Linked DNA regions of Sus scrofa: region 1 is linked to region 2. Evidence: chromatin contacts called from public Hi-C data. All regions are on one chromosome and are shown on one strand. The core of a region is the stretch at or near the end of the contact, and the rest is flanking DNA. Distances in the headings are between cores, read along the strand shown. Region 1 holds the start of TSPAN16 (tetraspanin-16). Region 2 has its middle 13 kb from the start of SPC24.

The links. Hi-C and Micro-C count contacts between places; a contact is called where the count stands out from the background.
Region 1: a Hi-C map of embryonic fibroblasts shows a contact between it and region 2, with 2.7 times the contacts expected there. The contact joins the promoter of TSPAN16 here to the enhancer-like site in region 2. A contact is called at or near these places in 1 of 5 promoter capture datasets (liver), 5 of 47 Hi-C or Micro-C datasets (embryonic fibroblasts, liver, retroperitoneal adipose tissue and 1 more) and 1 of 2 datasets of contacts at active chromatin or transcription factors (skeletal muscle).

The regions. Positions count from the first base shown.
Region 1 is chr2:69,997,640-70,003,325 of Sscrofa11.1, forward strand. It overlaps TSPAN16 (tetraspanin-16), which reads left to right and starts at 1,540. Exons shown (of 6, transcript XM_021083874.1): 1 at 1,540-1,682. The coding sequence starts at 1,614.
Region 2 is chr2:69,874,253-69,880,114 of Sscrofa11.1, forward strand. No RefSeq gene overlaps it. Among named protein-coding and RNA genes, the nearest start is that of SPC24, 13 kb to the right of the region's middle. Within about 2 kb of position 4,214, at least 48 of the 83 cell types and tissues checked have an H3K27ac peak or open chromatin away from gene starts, as enhancers often do. A contact at or near this core is called in embryonic fibroblasts, liver, retroperitoneal adipose tissue and 1 more, where this site is marked.

The DNA.
Region 1 (5,686 bases), core at 290-2,789, 120 kb after region 2:
GGGCAGTATTTTCTCTGATGGCCACCAGGGGGTGCGCGAGGCCGGGACGTGGGCCTCCGTCTTGCTGGGAAGTCGGGGCGGGGCGGGGGCGGGGCTGCCTCGGGGCGGGGCTGCCTCGGGGCGGGGCTGCCTCGGGGACGGGGCTGCCTCGGGGGCGGGGCTGTCTCTGGGGCTCCAGCCACGTCCAGCGTTAGGTACTCATTTCCCAGTTTCGGCCAGGGCTGCTTACCTTTGGAGCAGGACCCTACGTCCACACCACTCTGCCCCCCCACCTTCCCTGCCCTATATCTGTCCTTCATTTTCCCTCCCTCTTTTGCCGTCCTTCTGTCCTGCTCTTTGCCTCTGTTTTCTCCCCACCTTTGTACTCCTATTTTTGGGCCCTCAGATCCTAGTTCTGAGGCTCCTTATTTCAAATGACCTTTTAGAAAAAGATGTGGAAGGACGCACTCCTAGCATTGATGTGACCCATGGTCCAGGGAGGAGACAGTGACGCCTTCAGAAACATCTTGCTTAGTTTTACATGTTCCAAGGAGCAGGCAATTTGACAAACATTCATTCAGTTAATTCAAGTGGAAAGTATTTTCTTTCTTTAGTTGGGCCTTGGGAGTTACCGAAGATCATGAAAACCCTGAGCCCTCCAGGACCTGGCCACAGACAAGCTGCACGGAGGAGCACAGGCTTGGACCTAGATGGGGTGGAGAGAGAGAGACAGTAGGGGCTAGTGGCTGCAAGGAACTGGGCCTGGGAGCCATCAGAGCCTACAAGTACATTTTTTTGCTGTGAGATGCCCTCTGTGTCTGTGTTATCAAGAAAGGCCTAGTGATCAATGACACATGGGCTCAAGGACAGTATCTTCACTAGCTGTGGATGAGCAGACCTTGGATGGAGAAAGTACAGGCTCTCAGGTACACAGGGGTCTGAGTTCTTACCTTTGTATCACTCTGGGAACTCCAAAGCCCAGCCTTGGCTCTGCTGCCTGTGTGGCTGTGGGCAGTTACCTTGGCCTCTCTGAGCTCTGTGAAGAGGATGAACTCAGTGAGCTAAGGTGTAGGGAGGGACTTGGGGAACCTGAAGGCTTGCAGCTAGATTCCTGCTTTGTGGAACCTCTTTGTTCATTCCACAGAGGTTTCTTGAGCACCACTGTGTATCAGGCTTTGGGAACATAGCCATGGGTAGGAGAACCCAGGCCCCTGTCCACTAGGAGGTTCCAGTCTAGTGGGGGCATTAGCTACATAGTTGGTCAGTGCTGAGCACTATGCCCACAGGGCCTGGGTAGCATCAAAGGGGTACCAGGGTGGCACACCATGTCTCTTCTCCATCCTTGGTGTGACCCATTTGGAGAATGAGGAACCAGCAGGGTGCAGTTTGGGGCACCTACTTCCCTAGCACTAGGATCCTTGCTCTGGCATCTGATTGTGATGTGATAAAGGCTGATGACTGAAGAGAGGCAGCTGCTAGACCCCCTTCCATGCAGAGAAAGAGGCAATCAGGAAAGAGAGGGGGCAGAGCAGGTCAGCTTTGGTGCCCCCAAACCTCTACCATCTTGGAAAACATAGCCCAGAGGTTTAGGAAGATGCTGACTTAAATGGTCAGAGCACACCAGTCTGGCCGACATGGCTGAAGTACACACTACGTATTATTCCTTGAAGAAACTGTTATCTTTCTTCAATGGCATCATGGCTGTAAGTATGTCACAATCCGGTCCCTGGGGGCTTTGCAGCCCTTCCTCCACAGCTGGCTCCTTCAAAGACAGAAATAAGTTGATCTAATTCACTGGCATCCAGATCTGTGGTCCCTAGGGAACCAGGAGGGATGTAGGGCAGACTGACGAGGAGCAGGACGCTCTGGGACCAGGCGTCGCCTCCAACGACCCAGAGCTGCTGAAATCAGGCAGAGGAGTCCTTTATTTCTCTGCCTTCTCTGGGTCCTTTACCTTTTTTTTTTTTCCCTTTGCTTTTTAGGGCCTCATCTGCTGCATATGGAGGTTCCCAGGCTAGGGGTCAAATCAGAGCTACAGCTGACGGCCTACGCCATAGCCACAGCAACGCAGGATCTGAGCCACATCTGTGACTTACACAACAGCTCACGGCAATGCCAGAACCTTAACTCACTGAGGGAGGCCAGGGATCAAACCCAAAACCTCATAGTTCCTACTCAGATTCATTTGCGCTGCGCCAAGACGGGAACTCTGGTTCTTTACTTTTTTAAATTTTGTTTTGCATTTTTTCAGGGCCATACCTGCAGCATATGGAGGTCCTCAGGCTAGGGGGGTGGGGATTGCAGAGCCCACAGGGAGAAGAGCCCTGGCGGGATGAGGGATCATGGGATGAGGGGTTCTGGGCAGGAGGTGGAGAGAACGGAGCCTGCCTGGCAGCTGCCAGCCTACACCACAGCCATGGCAATGCCAGATCCGAGCTGTGTCTGTGACTGACGCCACAGCTCACGGCAATGCCAGATCCTTAACCCACTGAGCAAGGCCAGGGATTGAACCTGCATCCTCATGGATACTAGTCCTATCCTTAACCTACTGAGCCACCACAGGAACTCTCTGTCCTTTACATTTTTTCAAACCATTTTTTTCTTACTGTAAAAGTAACCCAAGGAGTTCCCTGGTGGCTCATTGGGTTAAGGACCTGGCATTGCTGAGGTTGTAGCACAGGCTGCAGCTGCAGCTTGGGTTTGACCCCTGGCCCGGGAACTTCCACTTGCAGCAGATGCAGCCCCCCACCTCAAAAAAAGTAATCTGAAATATTCACTGTTAAAGAAGTAGTTGCTTTCTTTTTTGTTTATTTTCCTTAACCCACTTATTGAGTCCAGGAATAGAACCAGCATCCTCATGGATACTAGTCAGGTTCTTAACCCACTGGGCCACAACGGGAACTCCAGAAGTCATTGTTTTTAATAGTAAAACAGTATGAGTAAAGGCTGCCAGGAAAGAGAAGAAAATTAAAAATCACTCCTCCTCGGAGTTCCCGTCATGGCTCAGTGATTAACGAATCCTACTAGGAACCATGAGGTTGCAGGTTCGATCCCTGGCATTACTTAGTGGGTTAAGAATCTGGCATTGCCTTGAGCTGTGGTGTAGGTCGCAGATGTGGCTCAGATCCAGAGTTGCTGTGGCTCTGGTGTAGGTTGGTGGCTACAACTCCGATTAGACCCCTAGCCTGGGAACCTCCACATGCTGCGGTGCAGCCCTAGAAATGACCCAAAAAAAAAAAAAAATCACTCCTCCTCTCCTTACCTGTGATGTACATTTTGATGGGAGTTAAACAAGATAATGCATTTAAAAGGCTTATGCCCATCATGGGAATGTGGCTCAATAAGTATCATTATATCCTTCTAGACTTTTGTCTGTACCTTTTAAAAGCAGCAAAACAAACATGGGGTTTTGTTTTGCTGCTTTTTTCCCTTTTAAAGAAATTGTTTTTCCTCTTTTCAACTTGACTATTTTTTAGAGCAGTTTTAGGTTCACAGCAAAATTGAGCAGAAGGCACAGAGATTTCCTGTATAAACCCTGCCCCCGCACACACAGCCTCCCCCATTATCGACATTCCCCAGCAGAGTACATTTGGTATAATGAAGCTACATTGATATCATTATCACCCAAAGTCCGTATTTTATCTTTTTTTTTCTTTTGTGGCCAACCCACGGCATATGGAGTTCCTGGGCCAGGGATCAGATCCGAGCCACAGTGTCAACCCAAGCCACAGCTGCGGCAATGCCAGGTCCTTAACCCACTGTACCAGGCCTGGGGGTCGAACCTGCATCCCAGTGCTCTCAAGACTGCCAATCCTGTTGCACCACAGCAGGAAATCCCCAAAGTTCATACTTTATATTAAGGTTCACTCTTGGTGTTGCCTATTCCATGGCTTTTGACAAATGTATCCACACCATTTCAGCATCAAATGAATAGTTTCACTTCCCTAAAAATCCTCTGTGCTCCACCCAACACTCCCCCCTACTCCCGGCAAACACTGACCTTTCCTCTGTCTCCATAGTTTTGTCTTTTCCAGGATGTCATATATGCGGGATCATAAACCATGCAGCCTTTAGATTGGCTGCTTCCACTCAGCAATGTGCCAATTAATTTTCCTCTACATCTTTTTTTTTTTTTCTTTTTACAGCCACACCTGTGGCATATAGAAGTTCCTGGACTAGGCGTTGAATCAGAGCTGTAGCCACCAGCCTATGCCAGGTCCTCAACTCACTGAATAAAGCAGGGATCAAACTCACATCCTCACAGACACTATGTTGGGTTCTTAACCTGCTGAGCCTCAATGGGAACTCCCTCCTCTATGTCTTTTCGTAGTTTGATAGCTCATTCCCTTTTTTTTTTTTTTTTTGGTCTTTTTTAGAGCCACACCTGCTGCATGTGGAAGTTCCCGGGCTAGGGGTTGAATCAGCTGCAGCTGCCGGCTTACCCCGCAGCTACAGCAATTTGGGGATCCGAGCCACATCTGTGACCTATACTGCAGCTCGTGGCAACGCCAGATTCTTAATTGACTGAGCGAGGCCAGGGATCATACCTGAATCCTCAAGGATAATAGTCGGATTCGCTACCACTGAGCCACAATGGGAACTCGACTCAATCTTTTTAGTGCCACTGTTCCATTGTTTGGATGTATCACAATTTATCTATCAAGTCACATGCCGAAGGCCATCTTGGTTTCGTCCAAATTTTGGCAATGATGGATAAAGCTGTTAAAAGCATCCATGTACAGGTTTTCATGTGAACATAAGTTTTCAACTCTGTTAGATAAAAGCCAACAACCATGCTTGATGACAATCTACTTTTTTTAAAATTTTAGGCCTTAACATCTTTACGAATCAATAAACATTCTCCTATAACAGGGGTCAGCAAAGTGCAGTCTTGAAGATTGATAGATAGATGAATGATAGGTAGATAACATTTATTTGCAAATAAAATAAATTCATTTATGGATTGTGCATGGCTGCTTACACTAGCTGAGTCATTTCAACTGAGACTAAAAGGCCTGCAATGCTCACAATATTAGGGACTTTTCCAAAAAAATTTGCCACTCCCTCTCCCAAAGCATTATTTTAAAATACATGGAGTTCCTACTGTGGCTCAGTGGTTAAAGAATCCGACTAGGAACCATGAGGATGTGGGTTCAATCCCTGGCCTTGCTCAGTGGGTTAAGGATCCGGCGTTGCCGTGAGCTGTGGTGTAGGTCGCAGACGTGGCTCGGATCCCTCGTTGCTGTGGCTGTGGTGTAGGCCAGAGGCTACCGCTCTGATTGGACCCCTAGCCTGGGAACCTCCATATGCCTCGGGTCAGCCCTGGAAAAGACAAAAAGTTAAAAAAAAAAAAAAAAAGTTAAAATATGTGTCTAGGTTTCTATTGCATGGCTGTAGCATGATTTACCTATTCAATTTGTATTATTGATTGCTTCAATTACTTCCTTTTTTTTTTTTTGTCTTTTGTTTTTTTAGGGCCGAACCCACAGCGTATGGAGGTTCCCAGGCTAGAGGTCTAATCGGAGCTACAGATGCTGATCTAACCATAGCCACAGGAATGCGGGATCCAAGCCACATCTGCAACCTACACCAAAGCTTACGGCAATGCCAGATCCTTAACCCACTGAGTGAATTCAAGGATCGAACCTGAAACCTCATGATTACTATTTGGGTTAGTTAACCACTGAGCCATGACAGGAACTCCAGT
Region 2 (5,862 bases), core at 2,964-5,463:
CCAAAGCCATCCTGACAAAGAAAAATGGAGCTGCAGGAATCAGGCTTCCTCACTTCAGACTATACTGCAAACCTACAGTCATCAAGACAGAATGGTACTGACACAAAGACAGAAATATAGATCAGTGGAACAGGATAGAAAGCCCAGAATTAAACTGACGCGCCTACAGTCAACAAATCTATGACAGAGGAAGCAAGAATATACAATGGAGAGAAGACAGCCCCTTCAATAAGTGGTGCTGGGAACACTGGACAGCTACATGTAAAAGAATGAAATTAGAACACTCCCTAACACCATACACAAAAATAAACTCAAAATGGATTAAAAACCTAAATATAAGACTGGATAGTGGAGTTCCCGTCGTGGCGCAGTGGTTAACGAATCCGACTAGGAACCATGAGGTTGCGGGTTCGGTCCCTGCCCTTGCTCAGTGGGTTAGCGATCCGGCGTTGCCGTGAGCTGTGGTGTAGGTTGCAGACGCGGCTCGGATCCTGCGTTGCTGTGGCTCTGGCGTAGGCCGGTGGCTACAGCTCCGATTCAACCCCTAGCCTGGAAACCTCCATATGCCGCGGGAGCGGCCCAAGAAATAGCAACAACAACAACAACAACAAAAAGACAAAAAAAAAAAAAAAAAAAAAAAAAAGACTGGATAGTATAAATCTCTTAGAGGAAAACATAGGCCAAACACTCTCTGACATAAACCACAGCAATAGCTTCTCAGATCCACCTCCTAGAATAAAGACAATTAAAATAAAAAAAAGGACCTAATTAAGCTGAAAAGTTTTTCACAGCAAAGAAAACCCTAAACAAGACAAAACGACATGGTGGGATTGTAAATTGGTGCAACCACTGTGGAAAATAGTATGGAGATTCCTCAGAAAACTAAACATAGAACTACCATTTGATCCAGCAATCCCACTCCTGGGCATCTACCCAGAGAAAACCACGACTCGCAAAGACACACGTACTCCGATGGTCATTGCAACAATTTACAATAGCCAAGACATGGAAACAACCCAAATGTCCATCGATGCAGGAGTGGATCAAGAAGATGTGGTACATATACACAATGGAATATTACTCAGCCATTAAAAAAGATCGAAATACCAGCATTTTTTGCAACACGGATGGACCTAGAAACTATCATGCTAAGTGAAGTCAGCCATCCAATGAGACACCAACATCAAATGCTTTCACTGACATGTGGAAGCTGAAAAAAGGACAGACTGAACTTCTTTGGAGAACAGATGCTGACTCACAGACATTGAAAAACTTATGGTCTCGGGAGGAGACAGTTTGGGGGGTGGGGGGATGTGCCTGGGCTGTGGGATGGAAATCCTGTGAAATCAGATTGTTATGATCATTATACAACTACAGATGTGATAAATTCATTTGAGTAATAAAAAATAAAAAAATAAAAATAAAAACAACAACAACAACAAGACAACCCACAGTATGGGAGGAAACATTTGCAAATGAAGTGACTGACAAGGGATTAATCCCCAAAATATAAAAACACCTCCTGCAGCTCAATACCAAAAAAACAAACAACTCCATTAAAAAATGGGCAGATCTAAATAGACAATTCTCTGAAGAAGACATACAGATCGCCAAAACACACATGAGAAGATAATCGACATCACTAATTATCAGAGGAATGCAAATGAAAATGACTATGTGGTACCACCTTACACCAGCCAGAATGGCCATCATCAAAGAGACTACAAACAATAAATGTTGGAGAGGGTATAGAGAAAAGGGAATCTTCTTACACTGTCAGTGGGAATGTAAATTTGTGCGACCACTATGGAAAACAGTATGGAGATTCCTCACAGAACTAAAAAGAGAATTACCATTTGATCCAACAATCCCACTCCTAGACATCTATGCAGAGAAAACCCATGACTTGAAAAGATACATGTACTCCAATGTTCATTGCAGCACTATATACAATCGCCAAGACATGGAAGAAACCTAAATGTCCACGGAGAGAGGAGTGGCTAAGGAAGATGTGGTACATAAACACAATGGAACATTACTCAGCCATAAAAAGGAATGGAATAACGGCATTTGCAGCAACATGGATGGACCTGGAAATTATCATGCTAAGTGAAGTTAGACAGACACAAATGTTATATGCTATCACTAATATGTGGAATCTAAAAACAGGATACAATGAACTTCTTTGCAGAACAGAAACCGACTCAGAGACTTTGAAAAACTTACAGTTACCAAAGAAGACAGGTTGTGGGGGGAGGGATGGGAATGCTATAAAACTGGGTTATGATGATGCTTGTACTACTATAAATATATAAAACTGAGTTTTTAAAAAAAAGTTTACAACACGCAGACACCAAAATGGGTAACTTATTACCCTGTTGAAACCTTGTTAATTAGTACCAGTTCCCAATATTGAAATAACCTCATACCTGCAAGAGATCACATTAAAAAAAAAAAAAAGAAAGAACTATCAGAGTTCCCATTGTGCTGCAACAGGATTGGCAGCATCTCTGCAGCTCCAGGACACAGGTTCAATCCTTGGCCTGTCACAGTGAGTCAAAGGATCTGGTGTTGCTGCAGCTGTGGCTTAGGTCACAAATGCAGCTCAGATCTGATCCCTAACCTGGGACCTCCATATGCTGCAGGGAGGCCAAAAAAGGAAAAAGGAAAAAAAGAAAAAAAAAAGGGAACTATCATGTGATCCAGCAGTTCCATTTCTGGGTATATAAACACAGAAGAATTGAAATCAGTGACCTAAATATTTGCACACCTGAGTTCATAGAATTATTTGCAATAGCCAAAGGTGGAAACAACCCACATGTCCATCCACAGGTGAAGAGGTAAAAAATATGTGTATATATACAATGGAATATTTTTCAGCCTGAAAAAGAAAGAAAACTGGGACACGGGCTAAGACATGGATAGATCTCGAGGTCATTGTGCTAAAGGGAAATCAGTCAGTTACAAAAAGATAACTACTGTCTGATTCCGCTTACATGAAGTCACTAGTGTAGTCAAATTCCTAGAGACAGAAAGTAGGACAGCGGGTGCCAGGGGCTGAGGGACAGGGATGGGGAGTTGGCAGGTAATCGGTACAGGCTTTCAGGTTTGCAAGAGGAAAGAGCTGTATGGATGGTGGGGATGGTGGCACAATGGGAGTGTGCGTAATGCCACTGAGCTGCAGCATGCTTTTTCTGTTTTTTCTTTTTTGGCCACCTTGTGGCATATGGAATTCCCAGAGCAGGGATCAGATCTGAGCCATAGTTACTGCTGCTAGACAATGCCAGATCCTTAACCCACTGTGCCAAGCTGGGGATTGAACCTGCATCCCAGTGTCCCAGAGACACTGGAGATTCCATTGCCCCACAACTGGAACTCCTGCAACATGGTTTAGATGGTAAAGTTCAGGGAGTTTCCTGGTGGCTCAGGAGGTTAATAAGGATCCTGTGTTGTCAATGCAGTGGCTCTGGGCACTGCTGTGGCCCAGGTACGACCCCTGGCCCTAGGAACTTCTGCATGCAGCAGATGCAGCCAAAAAAATAAAGTTTATGTTATGTATATCAGACTACAACTGAGAATAATGCTAAATACTACTAAAATAAATAAATAAATAAATAAAAAGACCAGATGCAGAAACAAGAAGTCATCCACAAATAACAGCAGAGGAAGATGCCCTGCTCCCGGAGCCCAGGAGCTATGGGAACCTTGGAGACCGGTCCATGGCAGACTCAGGCCTCTCCCCACCTCCAGGACCCCTTCCACCAGTACCCTCCGTGGGCTGAACCCAGCGGGACCTGTGAAATGGGGTTTCCCTGCCTTACAGAGTGGACTGAGAGATGGCAGTGATGGGCCCAGGAGCAAAAGACCCGGAGTGTGGGGCCAATGTGGGAAGAAAGAGCACATACTGGGCCAGGCGGCCTGGGTTGAGCTGGATGACCTTGGATCCATCAGAGCCTCAGTTTCCCCAAGTGAAGTGGCGGCGTTGCTGATCTCCACCTCCCCAGCTTGGCGAGTGCCAGGCGATCTGGTGGAGAGAAGCACCAGGAGCCGCAGGGACTGTTATCTTTTCTGTGTCCACTGGGTGGCACTTCCTTCCTTCCTTCCGCCTTTTGTCCTGGGAAGGTTCCAAAATGCCTCTGGGGGCGAAAGCTGAGCAGACCGCACAGGAAGTGTCCGGGGCCTGCACACACGGACGGTCGATAATTGTTTGATTGACTGACTTCATGCTCAGCCGTGTGGCAAACTGGACAAATGAGCCTGAGTGGCCAGGCACGCTGGAGGGGCCGAGGGTGCCGCCAGGGGCGGGTGGGGCAGAACTTAGGAGGTCCCGAAGTGAGGCAGAGTCTGGGAGAGGCCAGAGGTGATGGAAGCTTCTGGTCTCTGGCCTAGGCAATTTTCCATTAAGGGAGCGGGTAGTTACTGAAATCCTTCGGCAGGCACCCCCTTCATGGCACTGAGTGTGACACAGACACTCAGGATTAGAACCTCAGGACAAATAAAAGCAAATGCTTTTGGGGGGTTAACTCCTCTGCTGCCTAAGTAGGGGACAAGCCCAAAGCCCATTTTAGGGATGGGAAAATGGAGACTGGGTCACAGGGCTGGGCTCCCGCAATTCCTAGTGGGACCCAACCCCCATTTGCCTCTCTCCTCCAGGAGCCCGAGGGCGCGCAGGGGGGTGGGGGCAGCCTGGTGGTGGTCCTCTCTGTGCTCCAGTGGGGTCCCCTAGGGAAAGGTGTGAATGTCACTTGGAGCTGGTCGGTGGGCCCAGCCCCACAAAGGGGTGGGGAGCAGACTGGACCTAGAGAACAAGGTGCAGGCATGAGGGACCCTGACCTCCCCCTCTCCACCGGCTCAACAGCTCTGGCCAGGACCGGCTGGACAGTGGGAGGAAACTGCTCCCCCAAGCCTGTCGCCCCAACTCGTGTCCTCTGCCGCCCCCAGCCCGGCATCCGAAACCACAGCTGCCTGTGGTGAGTCAGGCTGGAGCCTGCTGGGCTGAGCCCAGGTCCGTGGGAGGGAAGGGGGGGCAGGAAGGGAGGGAGGAAAGGGGGGGAGAGCTGTCCCCATGCCGGCCCCTCCCCCATCTGAGCCCTCTCCCCTCCCCCAGGAAGTGAATTCCCTTGTTGATGAAGGGATGAGAGAGCAGCTGAGAGTTGGAGTTTGAGCGGTCACTGGTCAGATCATCCACCCCACCAAGCAGGGCAGCAGCGTGTGTCCGGGAGTGGAGGCCAGTGCGGGGACAGCCTCCAGGACTCCTGGGACCTGTCCTGCCTCCCCTCCAGGCAGCTCAGGTTTCAGCACTGACTCCTGCCCTGGGTGAAGGGGCTCCTCCCCAGCACAGCTGCTCTGCTCACCCCTGCCTCCTCTCCCACGCTGTACACATGGCTGTGAGTGGGATGGAGGGGGGAGCTTGGGGGTTCAGTGAGACTAGCCCCCTAGTCCACTGGGCTCTGCACCATGACGTGTGTCAAGAGGCCACTGTCAGGCTTCCCTTTCCCCAAGCCCCAACTCTGGGGCCCCTCCCCAATCCGAAAATCCTCCTCATGTCTCATTGAGGACTGCAGGCCTGGCATGATCCAGCCCTGTGGCCTTGTGGTCCTCTCCATGCTGGCCCCTCGGCTGCCTCTGAACACCTACCTTTTGCATTTACTGTTCCCCCTGCAAGGATCACTGTCTCCACATTTTTTTTTTTTTTTTTTTTTTTTTTTTTGTCTTTTTCTAAGGCCACATCTGTGGCATATGGAGATTCCCAGGCTAGGGGTTGAATCGGAGCTGAAGCCACCGGCCTACACCTTAGCCACAGCAACGCCAGATCTGAGCCCCGTCTGCAACCTACACCACAGCTCACGGCAACGCTGGATC